2 separate regions of the Mus musculus genome follow, and region 1 is linked to region 2. The links are chromatin contacts, called in public Hi-C maps. All regions are on one chromosome and are shown on one strand. The core of a region is the stretch at or near the end of the contact, and the rest is flanking DNA. Distances in the headings are between cores, read along the strand shown.

Region 1 (6,451 bases), core at 3,212-5,711, 270 kb before region 2:
ACTGGTTACTCTTGCTGAGGCCCTGGGTTTGGTTCCCAGCATCCGTCTGGCAGTTCATAACCATGGTAACTACTGGGGATACGATGCCTTCTTCTGATCTTTGGAGCACCAAGCACTAATGTGGTGCACATACATGTACACAAGCAAACACATATTTATTTTTAATATATGATATATATGGTTATATTAATATATCTTATATTATATATAACAAAATGTATTTATTTATAAAGTGTATAAATAAATGTAAATTCTTTTTTATAGTTATGGCTATAGGGGAGGGGAGGCTGCGCAGCCAGCAAAGTACCTTCCAAACAAGCATGAGTGAGTTTGATTCCCAGAACCCGTGAAAAATCAGACACGGTGGGCATTTGCCTGCAGTCTCAGACAGGCAGATTGCATTTGCCTGCAGTCTCAGACAGGCAGATCCCTAGACCTCAATACCAGCCATCCAGCCTTGTTCAGTGGGTGAGCTCCAGGCCAAGGGTAAGATACTGTTAGTACCCTAGTATATGTCCACCCTTCCCACACTCCCACACACGCACATACACACCCATGTACACTTGTGCACACACACGCTCACACATGCTCTATTGTGAGGGGCTGCATTGGGCCTGTGTCTGAGGGGTTGCATTGGGCCTGAGTCAGAGGTGCTGCATTGGGTCTGTGTCTGAGGGGCTGCATTGGGCCTGTGTCTGAGGGCTGCATTGGGTCTGTGTCTGAGGGGCTGCATTGGCCTGTGTCTGAGGGCTGCATTGGGCCTGTGTCTGAGGACTGCATTGGGCCTGTGTCTGAGGGCTGCATTGGGTCTTTGTCTGAGGGGCTGCATTGGGCCTGTGTCTGAGGGCTGCATTGGGCCTGTGTCTGAGGACTGCATTGGGCCTGTGTCTGAGGGGCTGCATTGGGCCTGTGTCTGAGGGGCTGCATTGGGCCTGTGTCTGAGGGGTTGCATTGGGCCTGAGTCAGAGGGGCTGCATTGGGTCTGTGTCTGAGGGGCTGCATTGGGCCTGTGTCTGAGGGGCTGCATTGGGCCTGAGTCTGAGGGGCTGCATTGGCCTGTGTCTGAGGGCTGCATTGGGTCTGTGTCTGAGGGGCTGCATTGGGCCTGTGTCTGAGGGCCTGCATTGGGCCTGTGTCTGAGGGGCTGCATTGGGCCTGTGTCTGAGGGCTGCATTGGGTCTTTGTCTGAGGGGCTGCATTGGCCTGTGTCTGAGGGCTGCATTGGGCCTGTGTCTGAGGACTGCATTGGGCCTGTGTCTGAGGGCTGCATTGGGTCTTTGTCTGAGGGGCTGCATTGGGTCTGTGTCTGAGGGGCTGCATTGGGCCTGTGTCTGAGGGCTGCATTGGGCCTGTGTCTGAGGACTGCATTGGGCCTGTGTCTGAGGGGCTGCATTGGACCTGTGTCTGAGGGGCTGCACTGGGCCTGTGTCTGAGGGCCTGCATTGGGCCTGTGTCTGAGGGGCTGCATTGGGCCTGTGTCTGAGGGGCTGCATTGGGCCTGTGTCTGAGGGGCTGCATTGGACCTGTGTCTGAGGGGCTGCACTGGGCCTGTGTCTGAGGGGCTGCATTGGCCTGTGTCTGAGGGCTGCATTGGGCCTGTGTCTGAGGGGCTGCATTGGGTCTGTGTCTGAGGGGCTGCATTGGACCTGTGTCTGAGGGCTGCATTGGGTCTGTGTCTGAGGGGCTGCATTGGCCTGTGTCTGAGGACTGCATTGGGCCTGTGTCTGAGGGCTGCATTGGGTCTTTGTCTGAGGGGCTGCATTGGGCCTGTGTCTGAGGGGCTGCATTGGGTCTGTGTCTGAGGGGCTGCATTGGGCCTGTGTCTGAGGGCTGCATTGGGTCTGTGTCTGAGGGGCTGCATTGGCCTGTGTCTGAGGACTGCATTGGGCCTGTGTCTGAGGGCTGCATTGGGTCTTTGTCTGAGGGGCTGCATTGGGCCTGTGTCTGAGGGCTGCATTGGGCCTGTGTCTGAGGACTGCATTGGGCCTGTGTCTGAGGGGCTGCACTGGGCCTGTGTCTGAGGGGCTGCATTGGGCCTGTGTCTGAGGGGTTGCATTGGGCCTGAGTCAGAGGGGCTGCATTGGGTCTGTGTCTGAGGGGCTGCATTGGCCTGTGTCTGAGGGCTGCATTGGGCCTGTGTCTGAGGACTGCATTGGGCCTGTGTCTGAGGGGCTGCATTGGACCTGTGTCTGAGGGGCTGCACTGGGCCTGTGTCTGAGGGGCTGCACTGGGCCTGTGTCTGAGGGGCTGCACTGGGCCTGTGTCTGAGGGGCTGCATTGGGTCTGTGTCTGAGGGGCTGCATTGGGTCTGTGTCTGAGGGGCTGCACTGGGCCTGTGTCTGAGGGCCTGCATTGGGCCTGTGTCTGAGGGGCTGCATTGGGCCTGTGTCTGAGGGGCTGCATTGGGCCTGTGTCTGAGGGGCTGCATTGGACCTGTGTCTGAGGGGCTGCACTGGGCCTGTGTCTGAGGGGCTGCATTGGGCCTGTGTCTGAGGGGCTGCACTGGGCCTGTGTCTGAGGGGCTGCATTGGGTCTGTGTCTGAGGGGCTGCATTGGGCCTGTGTCTGAGGGCTGCATTGGGTCTGTGTCTGAGGGGCTGCATTGGCCTGTGTCTGAGGGCTGCATTGGGCCTGTGTCTGAGGACTGCATTGGGCCTGTGTCTGAGGGCTGCATTGGGTCTTTGTCTGAGGGGCTGCATTGGGCCTGTGTCTGAGGGCTGCATTGGGCCTGTGTCTGAGGACTGCATTGGGCCTGTGTCTGAGGGGCTGCATTGGGCCTGTGTCTGAGGGGCTGCATTGGGCCTGTGTCTGAGGGGTTGCATTGGGCCTGAGTCAGAGGGGCTGCATTGGGTCTGTGTCTGAGGGGCTGCATTGGCCTGTGTCTGAGGGCTGCATTGGGCCTGTGTCTGAGGACTGCATTGGGCCTGTGTCTGAGGGGCTGCATTGGACCTGTGTCTGAGGGGCTGCACTGGGCCTGTGTCTGAGGGGCTGCACTGGGCCTGTGTCTGAGGGGCTGCATTGGGCCTGTGTCTGAGGGGCTGCATTGGACTTGTAAAACCAGAAGCTGTTTTTAAGTACTTCCACAGTTTCTGGCGGATACTGTCTGCTGCCTCTAAATCACCGCTCTGACTGCCGAGCTGGGGTTTCTAGGAAAGCAGTTAAAAAGTATACAAAAAGTCTGGGAAGAGATCTCACGGTGGAGACGTCCACTGCCAAGGGGGTCCCCTGTGACACTCGTCAGCCCCAGGAAGAGCTGTGCACTCCAGCCGAGTTGCACCACACAGCTCCTCTGTGAGAACTAGCTGCTGCTGAGAATCTCAGCGGTTGGGAGAGAGATGGGATAGTGACGAGCCCCTGCCTTGCGGAGCATCCTTAGGGTTCTGATGAGAGGTCCTGCCTTCAGGCTCTGTGTTTGGTCCTCTGCCCCCTGTCCCTCCCTGGCTCCATGTCCTGCCTGACATGCTGACTGTGTAACGTGTTCTCTACTGATTTCCCCACTAAGTTCCAGGTCACATGTCTGCTGTCTGTCTGTCTGGCTTTCTGTTTGCACCTTGCTTCCAGACACCTTACACAAGCTCCACAAAGCCCTTTGCCATAGTATTCAGCCAGTAGCACAGTCGGTCTAGGCTCTCACATCGAGCGAGGTGGCAGGGTCCTGATCTGCTTCGCCAGTCTCTGCCCATCCCTGAGCCACACTGTCTGCAAGACCTGGTCAGTGCGAGAGCCAGCATACCATGTCTAAGTTTGCCAGTCTGATGTCTACATTCAGGATGGTACCAGGGTCAAGCCACGCCCATTTCCTTGTGGTCCCGATGCATGACATCTTCTCCAACCTCCTTCCCTGGTTTCTCATTCTCTCTGGACAGCCTCTGTAGCGGTTGGAATGGGATATTGTTGTTGCTTCTCTGGTGTTCTCTGGTCCTGCCTGCTTCTGGCCTCCTCGTTCTTTCAGACAGACTCAGGTTGCTCCCATACAAAGCTCTTACAAGGCCACTCTGGTCTATGTTTGGAATGTAGTCACCTCTGCTTGCTAACTGGTGGTTCATTTCTAACATTTTGGTCTTGGCTCCCAAACTCCCTGAGGAGGGATCCTAGACCACCTGTCTGGCTAGACCAGCCCTTGGTGGCACCGTCCCACACTCTGCTGATCTCTTGCCACTCTTGCTGCGTTCACCACCATCTGTCACTACCCGGTGACATACTGGCTGCTTGCCCTTGTCTGTCCTGTCCCCTCCAGATGGTAGGCTGGACCTGTTTGCCCAATGTGGTGTTCTTGGCACCAGGAACTGGGCCGATAGTGAGAGGTGCCCTGCTAGTAGCTCTGGAATGGAGAATCCCACTTCCAGCAAAATAGGGGTTTCCTAGATATCCCTTCTTTCCTTGCCCCGCCCCCAACTCCATGCTTCCTATGCTGCAGGCTTCTGGCTCCCACATGGCTTGCCCTACCCCAGCCTCTCTGATTTCCAGATTGTAGATTCAGCCGACAAGAGGGCGTGCACACTTAGACGCTCCACTCTGAACTCAGGAGTTCTCTCTTTAGCCTTGGCCTCCTCTGCCCCAGGTATCAATGGCAGGGGACGAAGCCCCACACTCAGTGCCTTGAAAGGACAATGGCTGCATATTTCTTGCATGGTGCTGCTAGTCTCAGGGACAGGTGTGGCCAATGCCATATATAACCAGGATTTGGAGATGGGGAGAAAACTCCGCCCATTCTTACTAGAAGGAGGGACGGTGTGACCGGGATGGTTATTTTGTTAACCGGAAGCAATCTGGAGTCACTTGGGAGAGGGGCTTCCTGAGGAGTTGTCTGGATTGGATCATCCTCTGGGCAGGCTTGTGAGGGGTTTTCTTTATCAGGCTACCTGAGGTGGGAAGATCACCCTAAAGGTGGGCAGCACCGTTTCATGGAAAGGGGAGAGCAAACTGAGCACAGCATAAGGGCATCAGTCCATTGCTGCCTGCCCTTGAGGCTGGGATATGCCCATGGCTTCAAGTTCTGGGTGCCTTGACTTCTCCGGGAGATAGACTGTAACCCGGGACAGAGATAGACTGTACCCTGAGATGGAGATAGACTGTACCCTGGGATAGAGATAGAATGTACCCTGGTGTATTAGTCAGGGTTCTCTAGAGTCACAGAACTTATGGACAGTCTCTAGATAGTAAAGGAATTTATTGATGACTTACAGTCGGCAGCCCAATTCCCAACAATTGTTCAGTCGCAGCTGTGAATAGAAGTCCAAGGATCTAGCAGTTACTCAGTCTCACACAGCAAGCAGGCAAAGGAGCAAGAGCTAGACTCCCTTCTTCCAATGTCCTTATATTGTCTCCAGCAGAAGGTGTAGCTCAGATTAAAGGTGTGTTCCACCACACCTTTAATCCCAGATGAAAGGTGTAGCCCAGATTAAAAGTGTGTTCCTTAAACTCGGAGATTCAATCTTCTGGAATCCATAGCCACTATGGCTCAAGATCTCCATACCAAGATCCAGATAAGGATCTCCAAGCCTCCAGATAAGGGTCACTGGTGAGCCTTCCAATTCTGGATTGTAGTTCATTCCAAATATAGTCAAGTTGACAACCAGGAATAGCCACTACACCTGGGATAGAGATAGACTGTAACCTGGGATGAAGATGGACTGTAACCTGGGATGGAGATAGACTGTAACCCGTGATGGAGAGACAAATACGTTCTTTTGCCCATAAAGGGAAGGGCTCACTATGGCCATCTTGGAAACTTTCATCTACTGAATGGTTTGCTGTCCGCTGAATGGAGGCCATGACCACTTGTCAGGCTTCACTGTTTTTTCTACTTCTCAAGACTCATCAAATCAAGCATTCCGTGGCCTCTGCTTTTTTGTTTTGCTTTGTTTTGTTTTTTTGTTTTTTTGTTTTTTTCGAGACAGGGTTTCTCTGTACAGCCCTGGCTGTCCTGGAACTCACTTTGTAGACCAGGCTGGCCTCGAACTCAGAAATCCTCTTGCCTCTGCCTCCCAAGTGCTGGGATTAAAGGCGTGCGCCACCATTTTCAAAATTTTAAATTTAAAAAAAATTTTTAAATTTTAAATTAGCGAATTTTTGCTAATTTACTCTTACTTTCTGTTCTATGACCTTCACATTAGATAGAACTCCAAAAGCATGCTTCTGAGCAGCGGGGATTGCCTGACTGTCTCTACACCATCGGCCTCCACCCCTGCCCTTCCTCCACCCCTACCCTTCCTCCACCCTGTCCTTCCTCCTCCCCTGCCCTTCCTCCTCCCCTGCCCTTCCTCCTCCCTGCCCTCCCTCCTCCCCTGCCCTCCCTCCTCCCCTGCCCTCCCTTCTCCTTGCCCTCCCTCCTCCACGTGGTAACAGAGGGAAGTGGAGGAAGGACATTGGGTTCTGTTGTTCTATTGATGGAAATGTCATGGTGACATCCCATAACCCCATGAGGCCCCAGGTCTGGACCATCCCTGGTT
Region 2 (6,827 bases), core at 2,932-5,431:
GAACACAATAAGGGCAAAGAAGAGGTTTCAGAGTGCCTGGGGTTGTAGGCCGAGAGAGAGACAGAGAGAGAGAGGGAGAGAGAGAGGGAGAGAGAGACAGAGAGAGAGACAGAGAGAGCCAGCCTGAGAGGTGCAGTAGAGTGATTCTGGGTTCTGGGTGGGGTAGCTCTTGAGTCAGTCTTTCCAGAGAAAAAGCACAAGGGGTCTAGTGATCCCAGGGCTGCTCTGGGAAAGACTGTGAGTACCTGCAGGCTCCAAAAGTAGAACAAAATGTCCCCAGTCACACATGGCTGCTGTGCCTCGTGTGACCCCACTGACTCTGGAGAAAGTGATTTTTTCCTTCTTTCTAGAGGAAGATGCTTAACCAAGGGGAGGAGCTTGTGGCAGGCTGTGCACTCCACAGTGCCCCAGCTCTGGTTACTCTTGTGCTCCACTCCAGGGTGAGCCAATGGGGCAGTCAAGAGGATCAAAGGAGGACACATGGGTCAAGTGGCCACTGCTGAGGTGCTCAGTGTTAGACATCTTTGTCTTTGCTGGGAGGCCCCTTCTGGTCATCCCTTGGCTGCTGCTCACCTGGCCACCTGTTTATTATTCATTAGTGAGGGTATACACACTCACACACACACATGCGCACACATACACGTGCACACGCATGCATGCGCGCATGCACACACACTGAGGATTCAGTATCCTCCATCATCTTCAAAACTAAACCCTATATTAAGGGTAGATGATATAGGCCACAAACCCTCTTGAGTCTCTGGGAAACTGCATCCACCCTTTCTGAGCCTCTGAGACTTGAGTGGGATTGAGAGCCAAGAGGGCAGCTGGGCTGGCCTGGCATCCAACACTGACAGTCACCAGGAATACCCTGGAGCCAGTCCCTGCACTGCACAGTGCTGTCCCACCCTCTCCTGCCAGAAGTCCCTTCTACCACCATTCTGGGGGAGGCAATAGAACCAGCCGGGGACAACCCTGCCTGAGGTGTCAGACAGGCTCAAGCCTGCCTCTGGGTCCTGGGCCAGGCACTCTCGTGTTGTCTCACCTGTAATAAGATGCCTGTCTCATAGTCTGTGCCAAGTGTGCCAGGCACGGATTCGGAACTGCCTCAGGCTCTCCCCCCACCCCCAAGCACCACAGGGAGGGCCCCAGGAGAGCCAGCAGGATCTGCCTAGCCCTCCCTGTCCCAGCAGCTCTGTGCTAGTCCCTATCAGACCCCTGACTCCATTCCCTCCACCCAGAAGGTACTCAGTGAGCTTAAAACTCCCCAAGGAGGGGGCCCCAGTAAGCACCCTACTTCCAGAGGTGTCCGAAATGTGAAATGGGGTCTAATAGACAGCCATTGATCCATAATGAGAGAGGTAAAAAGAACTTATTCAGGGAGGGTCAGCAAAGCTAGGAGGACACAGGAGAGGCCAGAGAAGTCCAGCTGAGCCACAACAAATGGAGACCTGTGCCTCTGCTCTCCTGCAAGACACACCTGCTGTGGACTCCATTCCTGGTGCCCAAAGCCCCTCCAGGGCTGAAATGCTGTTCTGGGATCTTCCTGAGTTTGTTTGCTCCCGGACTCCTTCAGCCACCCTACAGCTACCCCTCACTAACTTGGCCACACGTCCTTGGTCTGTGTCTTCTCTGGTGAGAGATATGTGCCATCAACCTGTAGCTGGCTGAGACCAAGAGCAGCCCTTGCTGGGTCAAACTGGCATGTGGTAGTCTTCCAAACTCTAGTTTGAAGGGTTCCTAGCAACAGGTTTGGATCTGAATCACCAGAAATGGGAATCAAGAGACCCTTGCACTCCAGCCCATGCTAGCCCCCACTACACAGATAAGGTAAACTGAGGCACGGTTAAAGAAAGCCGTGTAGGGTAGAAGCCCTCCTTTTCCAGGAACAAATAGCCCCTGAGATGTCAAGGGGGCAGGGCTAAAATGTGTGTTTTCTCAAGGGCCCTGATGCTGCCCCCAGCTCTGATTCACACAGATAATGCCAACCTTACAGATGAGGTCAGAGGACTGAGTGATAGAGTTGAATGGGGTGCATGGGGACCCTCACAACCTCCCATGCCACCCCATGTTCTCCTGATGTGATGCTGTGGGAAGTGAAGGGGAAAAGAAACGGGGTATGGGTACCACATGGACGAGACACTCAGCTCGCCATAATCCCCACTGAATCAGCCTGCTTGTCCCGCCCACCACAGAGCAGCTCCTCAGCTGTCCCTATCATAGGCCTTAATCCTCATCCTTAACTCCAGGGTGCAGAGGACACACTGGCCCCAGGAGGATGGACTTACCCAAGGCCATGGGCAGTAGCCTCCAAATCTTCACTTGTACCTTCTAAGGACTCCCCGTAGACCACACCCACCCTTCCCCAATCCTGGGAGTCTAGAACCCTTGTCTGGAGAAACACTCACTGCTAGAACTACTGTACCCCATAGAGTTCTTATAGTTCTCTGCTTCATCCTGCACCAGAGAGATCACAGACAGGGACTGCAGAGAAACCCAAGAGCAGGTACCAGGGTTGTGGCAGTGTTTGGTGCTTGCTTAGCCTGCATCAAGCCCTAGGTCTCCTGGCACTAGAGGAAAGAGGGAAGGAAAGAGAGTGGGAAGAGGAGGGAGAAGAGGAAGGGAGAGAGGAAGAGAAACAAATAAACAAACCCAACAGGTGTCCATAGCAGACATCACTAATTGATCCCTGTAACCTCTCCGATTAAACCAAGGGCACCATCATCATTCCTGCCCAGGGCTCCAGCAGCGACTATACGGGCTTGGCACTGGACACAAGGACCACTTGGCACTCTGACAAGGCCAGGGTTCTCTAGCACAATCTTACCATTCTACACTGCCCTCTGCTCTGGCTCAACTGGATCAGACTCAAAGCTGGCCCAGAATACCAGAACACTTGGCTGAAAGGTCTGTTTGACGACCTCTGGGCACAGAGATACAGAGCTGACCCACTTTGGGTAGACGGCAGCTGTACTCAGGCCAGACCTGAAACTCCTGCTCACAGACCCCACCAGTGTCTACCACACAGCTTTTCACATCCAGGGGAGCCTAGGGGACTTACCTGTCCTATAAGAGACATTGCCCATGGACTTGAAGGCACTTACCTCAACTTATGCAGGTCCGAAGACAGTCTCAGAGCCATCCAGTGACAAGCCAAGGCTCACCGTGAGGTAGACTCCAAATCCTATACTCACACTTTCTATGGGGTCCCCATGGGACACACACACACACACTTTCCCAATCTCTTTGGGTCAATTCTGGGAGTCTCCTACCCTCGGGGCTCTGTTCTCCTCCTCAAATGGCCCTCCTGCTGGGCAACTGCCCAGATGAGATGCCACCTCCCAAGGGCCACTTGTCAAGCCATCAGCTACTGTCATCACTCCAAGGCGGAACAGCTGCAGCAGCCTGGCACAGACCCAAGTCTGGCCACTGTACAGTCCAGAGCCAGCAGGGCAGACACCCAGCCTGGGCACGTGTCTGCAGGAAAAGCTTCAAAAGTGGGTAGAAACTCAAGGACTCAACAGAATAGACCGGAGAAGTCGCTACAGTTCTAAAGTGGAACCAGCTGGGGAACTTGGGGTCAGGCAGGGCAGCTTCCCCTTTGAATCTGCCCATTCCCCAGCCCAGATTCACAGGTGCTGCGGTACCCAGAGAAGTCCCACTAGCAGTCACCCTAGGTCAGCACTTAACAGCTGAGGACCATGAGAGACAGGGTGTTCTTGGTTCTGCCACTGCTCAAGGTCTTGTTCTTATACTGGTGACTCTTCCTAATGGCTGTTTTGATTTCTGGTGCCCCTATTCTGACTTTGACCCTCAGAAGCATCACGGGGGCGGGGAGGGGGCTGGGCAGGAGGACATCTGACCCACAGAGATCCCAGTGGCCTTGAAATTGTTCTATAGCTATGCTAATAGGATGAGGAGAGACTAGCTTAGGCTCTAAGGTCCCTGCATCCAGTCCCTCTGTCTCTGAGCTTTTACCTCTTCCTCCAATGAATGCATTCTGATTTTTTCTGGGCAGACTGGTGATAAGTAGGAGGAGGTGATGGGGGGGGGGGGATGTGTCTCAAGCCCTTCCCAATTCCCTCCTCCTCCATTTCCCAATAAGAAAGCAGCAGAGGCCCTTGGAAGGAGGCGGGCAGCCGAGTGCCCTGTCTGTATCCCCACAGGCATTTGGCAAAGCTCCTCACCGTCTGCCACTTTAGGGAGTGACAGTAGAACATGGCAGTGCCAGGACAGACAGCACCAGGATGGGGTAGCCTGTCAGGGGAGGGGACAGCCACTCTGCTTGGAGTCTGCTGGAGGGAGCTGTCTAGGGCTGCCTCAGTTCCTAGCCAGCAGCAAGGACGCAGAGCCACTGGACAGAGGAAAACGTATAGCCAGAGAAGGAACCACATGGAAGAAGCTTAGGAAAAGAGGCCGCCATCTGGGAGGACAGTGAGTTCAAGGAAAGCATCAGAAGAAGAAAGCTCTGCAGCTCTGAGCCCCCAGTGATGCCAGTAGCCACTGGCATCAGGTGCCAGAGTCGCTGGAGAGGATCCCACTGGACTATGGGATTGCTGGAGAAAACCCCATTGGCCAGGTTTCCAGCCTCAACCAATTATTTGTACTGGTTATGGTTTGTTTGTTTGTTTGCTATTGTTTTTTGTCAACTTGACATAAAATATGATCATCGGGGGAAGAATCATCAATTGAGAAGATGCCCTCACCAGTTTGTCCCGTTGGCAAGGTTGTGTGGCATTTTCTTGATTAATTATTGATGGAAGAGGTCCCAGTCCACCTTGGGTGGTGTCATCCACAGGCAGGTGGTCCTGGGCTGTATAAGAAAGGTCGATGAGCCAACCAAGGGGCACAAGCCAGTGAGCATCGTCCTTCCATGGTTCTCGCCTCTGTTCCTTGAGTCCCTGCCCTAACCTCCCTCAAGGATGGACCGTGATTAGATCTGTAAGGCAAATAAATTCTTTCCTCCCCCAAATCACAGCAATAGAAGGCAAACTAGGAGAGCCACAGAGGAGGTAGCATCACACAACACAGAGCAAGTCTGTCCAGAAAAGGGAGGTTTCCTACTTTACAGATGGGAGGTAGACAGGATCCCCAACAGAGATCCTTAGGTAGCATGCCCCAGGGCCTTTGAACCAACCTGGACAAAAGTGATATAGCCACAGTATGCTGCTGACGAGGAGGGGGAAAAGGTGGGTCTAGGCCCCAGAGAAGACAAGACAAGCATGCGGAGCCCCTGGTTGAGCAGTGAGACTAGGAGGTCAGGGAACAGGTGATGGGAAGAAAGAGGGAGTGAGTGGGGTCGGGGCTGGTGGGAACAGGTAGAGAAGGGCAGGCTCCAGGATCCTCAGAGCTCCTGTGGGGTGAAGCAGGGTAGGGGGTGGGAAGCCAGAGGAGAGACCCGTGCTTTGTCAAGGAACTTGGAAGTGACTGGCATGTACAGTGGAGGCTCTGGAGAGCAGGTTACGGGTAGCCAGAAGAACCAGGAAGCGTCCACAAGAGAAGTTCTGGAAAGAGAAGTTGGGGGGGGGGAGAGACAGCCAGAGTTGGTGTGTCCTTCTAGCCCTTGCTTGCCACAATTTTTGTGAGTCTCTGTTGTGTTGAGAACAAAGATCCCATGTTCACTGAGGGCAGGGGTTTCTGAATCGTATCAGGAAGGGGGCTGCACCATTACTAGAAAAAGGTCACACACACACCCCATTGCTGGGGTGGGGAGGGGGCGGTGAACAAGGAACTCGGTGTCACAGTGGCACATCCCCAGTCCTCTCTCCTGCCTCTGAGAGTCACAGGCACTGTGGTGGAGGCAGCTGGTTATTATATTCCCTCTCCTTGGGGCCTTCACCCCGACCCAGGAGCCTTAGCAGAGCCGCTCCTCTGCCGAGATCTTCACCCCAGCCTGGTGAGAGGCCAGGCAGCCAGGCAGGGCCCAGGCTCGTTAGCATGCTTCATATGGAGGCATCAGCTTGGAGTAAGCTCCTATGCGGTTTGTGATATCGTGGGTGGGAGTTCTCACTGGTCAGCACCAGCATCCAGACGACAGGGATAGCTGAAGCGCATACTGAGGAAGGAGTCTCAGGGCAGGGTGGCCCTCAGTTGGGGAGAGTCCCACAAGTATGACTGTAGCTTCCTGGGGTTCACACCCCAGTCCAGCACTGGAATGTGGTGGTCCCTGGTCCACATCCTGGCTGTGTATCACTCCCCCCTGACCCTCCCCCCAACATCCCCACACATACCACTTGCTTGTTTGACCTTGGATAAGTCTGAACCTTTGACTCAGGGCCCTACTCAAGAATGAATGGGCTGTATGTAGATGACTGTCTGCCGTGGTGATCATAGGGGCTAAGTCTTTTGAACGGCTTCCTAAGAGACTGGAAGGAACTGATCAGGTTAGACTGGGGACCAGCAGGGAAGGCAGATGACCTGTGCATATCTGGCCTCACCCATTATCTGTGTGGAAAGGAAAGACAGACAGGAGCTCACCCTCCATCAGGACTGTGGGACAGACCTCCAACGTCCCTAAAGTCTTTCTAACTTTGACACAGCCACATAGCCTCTGTGCCCAAACCACAGAGAAGCGTTAAGGCTTTCCCTGAGCTGTTGCCCGTCTCTGCTAAACAGCCATCCTGTCTCCCCCATGGAACCTTGTCCCAGTGTCTTCTCTCTGGCTGCAGCCATTGGTGCCACACAACCAGCCAATCTGAAGCCCATGTTCAAAGCAACTGGCCACCTGCGGGCCCAGGAGGCAGAAGAAGCGTGCCCCCATCACTATCGCAGAAGGGCAGGCAGGATGGGACAGTACCCCTCAGGAAAGCCAGTGTTTGTATTGTCAA

The links. Hi-C and Micro-C count contacts between places; a contact is called where the count stands out from the background.
Region 1: a Hi-C map of cerebellum shows a contact between it and region 2, with 1.8 times the contacts expected there. The contact joins two enhancer-like sites. A contact is called at or near these places in 16 of 39 promoter capture datasets (the 3T3-L1 cell line, 3T3-L1-derived adipocytes, the C10 cell line and 9 more), 16 of 484 Hi-C or Micro-C datasets (the BV-2 cell line, brain, cerebellum and 10 more) and 9 of 115 datasets of contacts at active chromatin or transcription factors (SST interneurons, embryonic basal ganglia, embryonic forebrain and 6 more).

The regions. Positions count from the first base shown.
Region 1 is chr15:84,035,026-84,041,476 of GRCm38.p6, reverse strand. The region is part of intron 3 of Efcab6 (EF-hand calcium binding domain 6); the gene reads left to right. Among named protein-coding and RNA genes, the nearest start is that of Efcab6, 27 kb to the left of the region's middle. Within about 2 kb of position 4,461, at least 5 of the 459 cell types and tissues checked have an H3K27ac peak or open chromatin away from gene starts, as enhancers often do. A contact at or near this core is called in cerebellum, where this site is marked.
Region 2 is chr15:83,769,230-83,776,056 of GRCm38.p6, reverse strand. No RefSeq gene overlaps it. Among named protein-coding and RNA genes, the nearest start is that of Mpped1, 7.4 kb to the left of the region's middle. Within about 2 kb of position 4,181, at least 20 of the 459 cell types and tissues checked have an H3K27ac peak or open chromatin away from gene starts, as enhancers often do. A contact at or near this core is called in cerebellum, where this site is marked.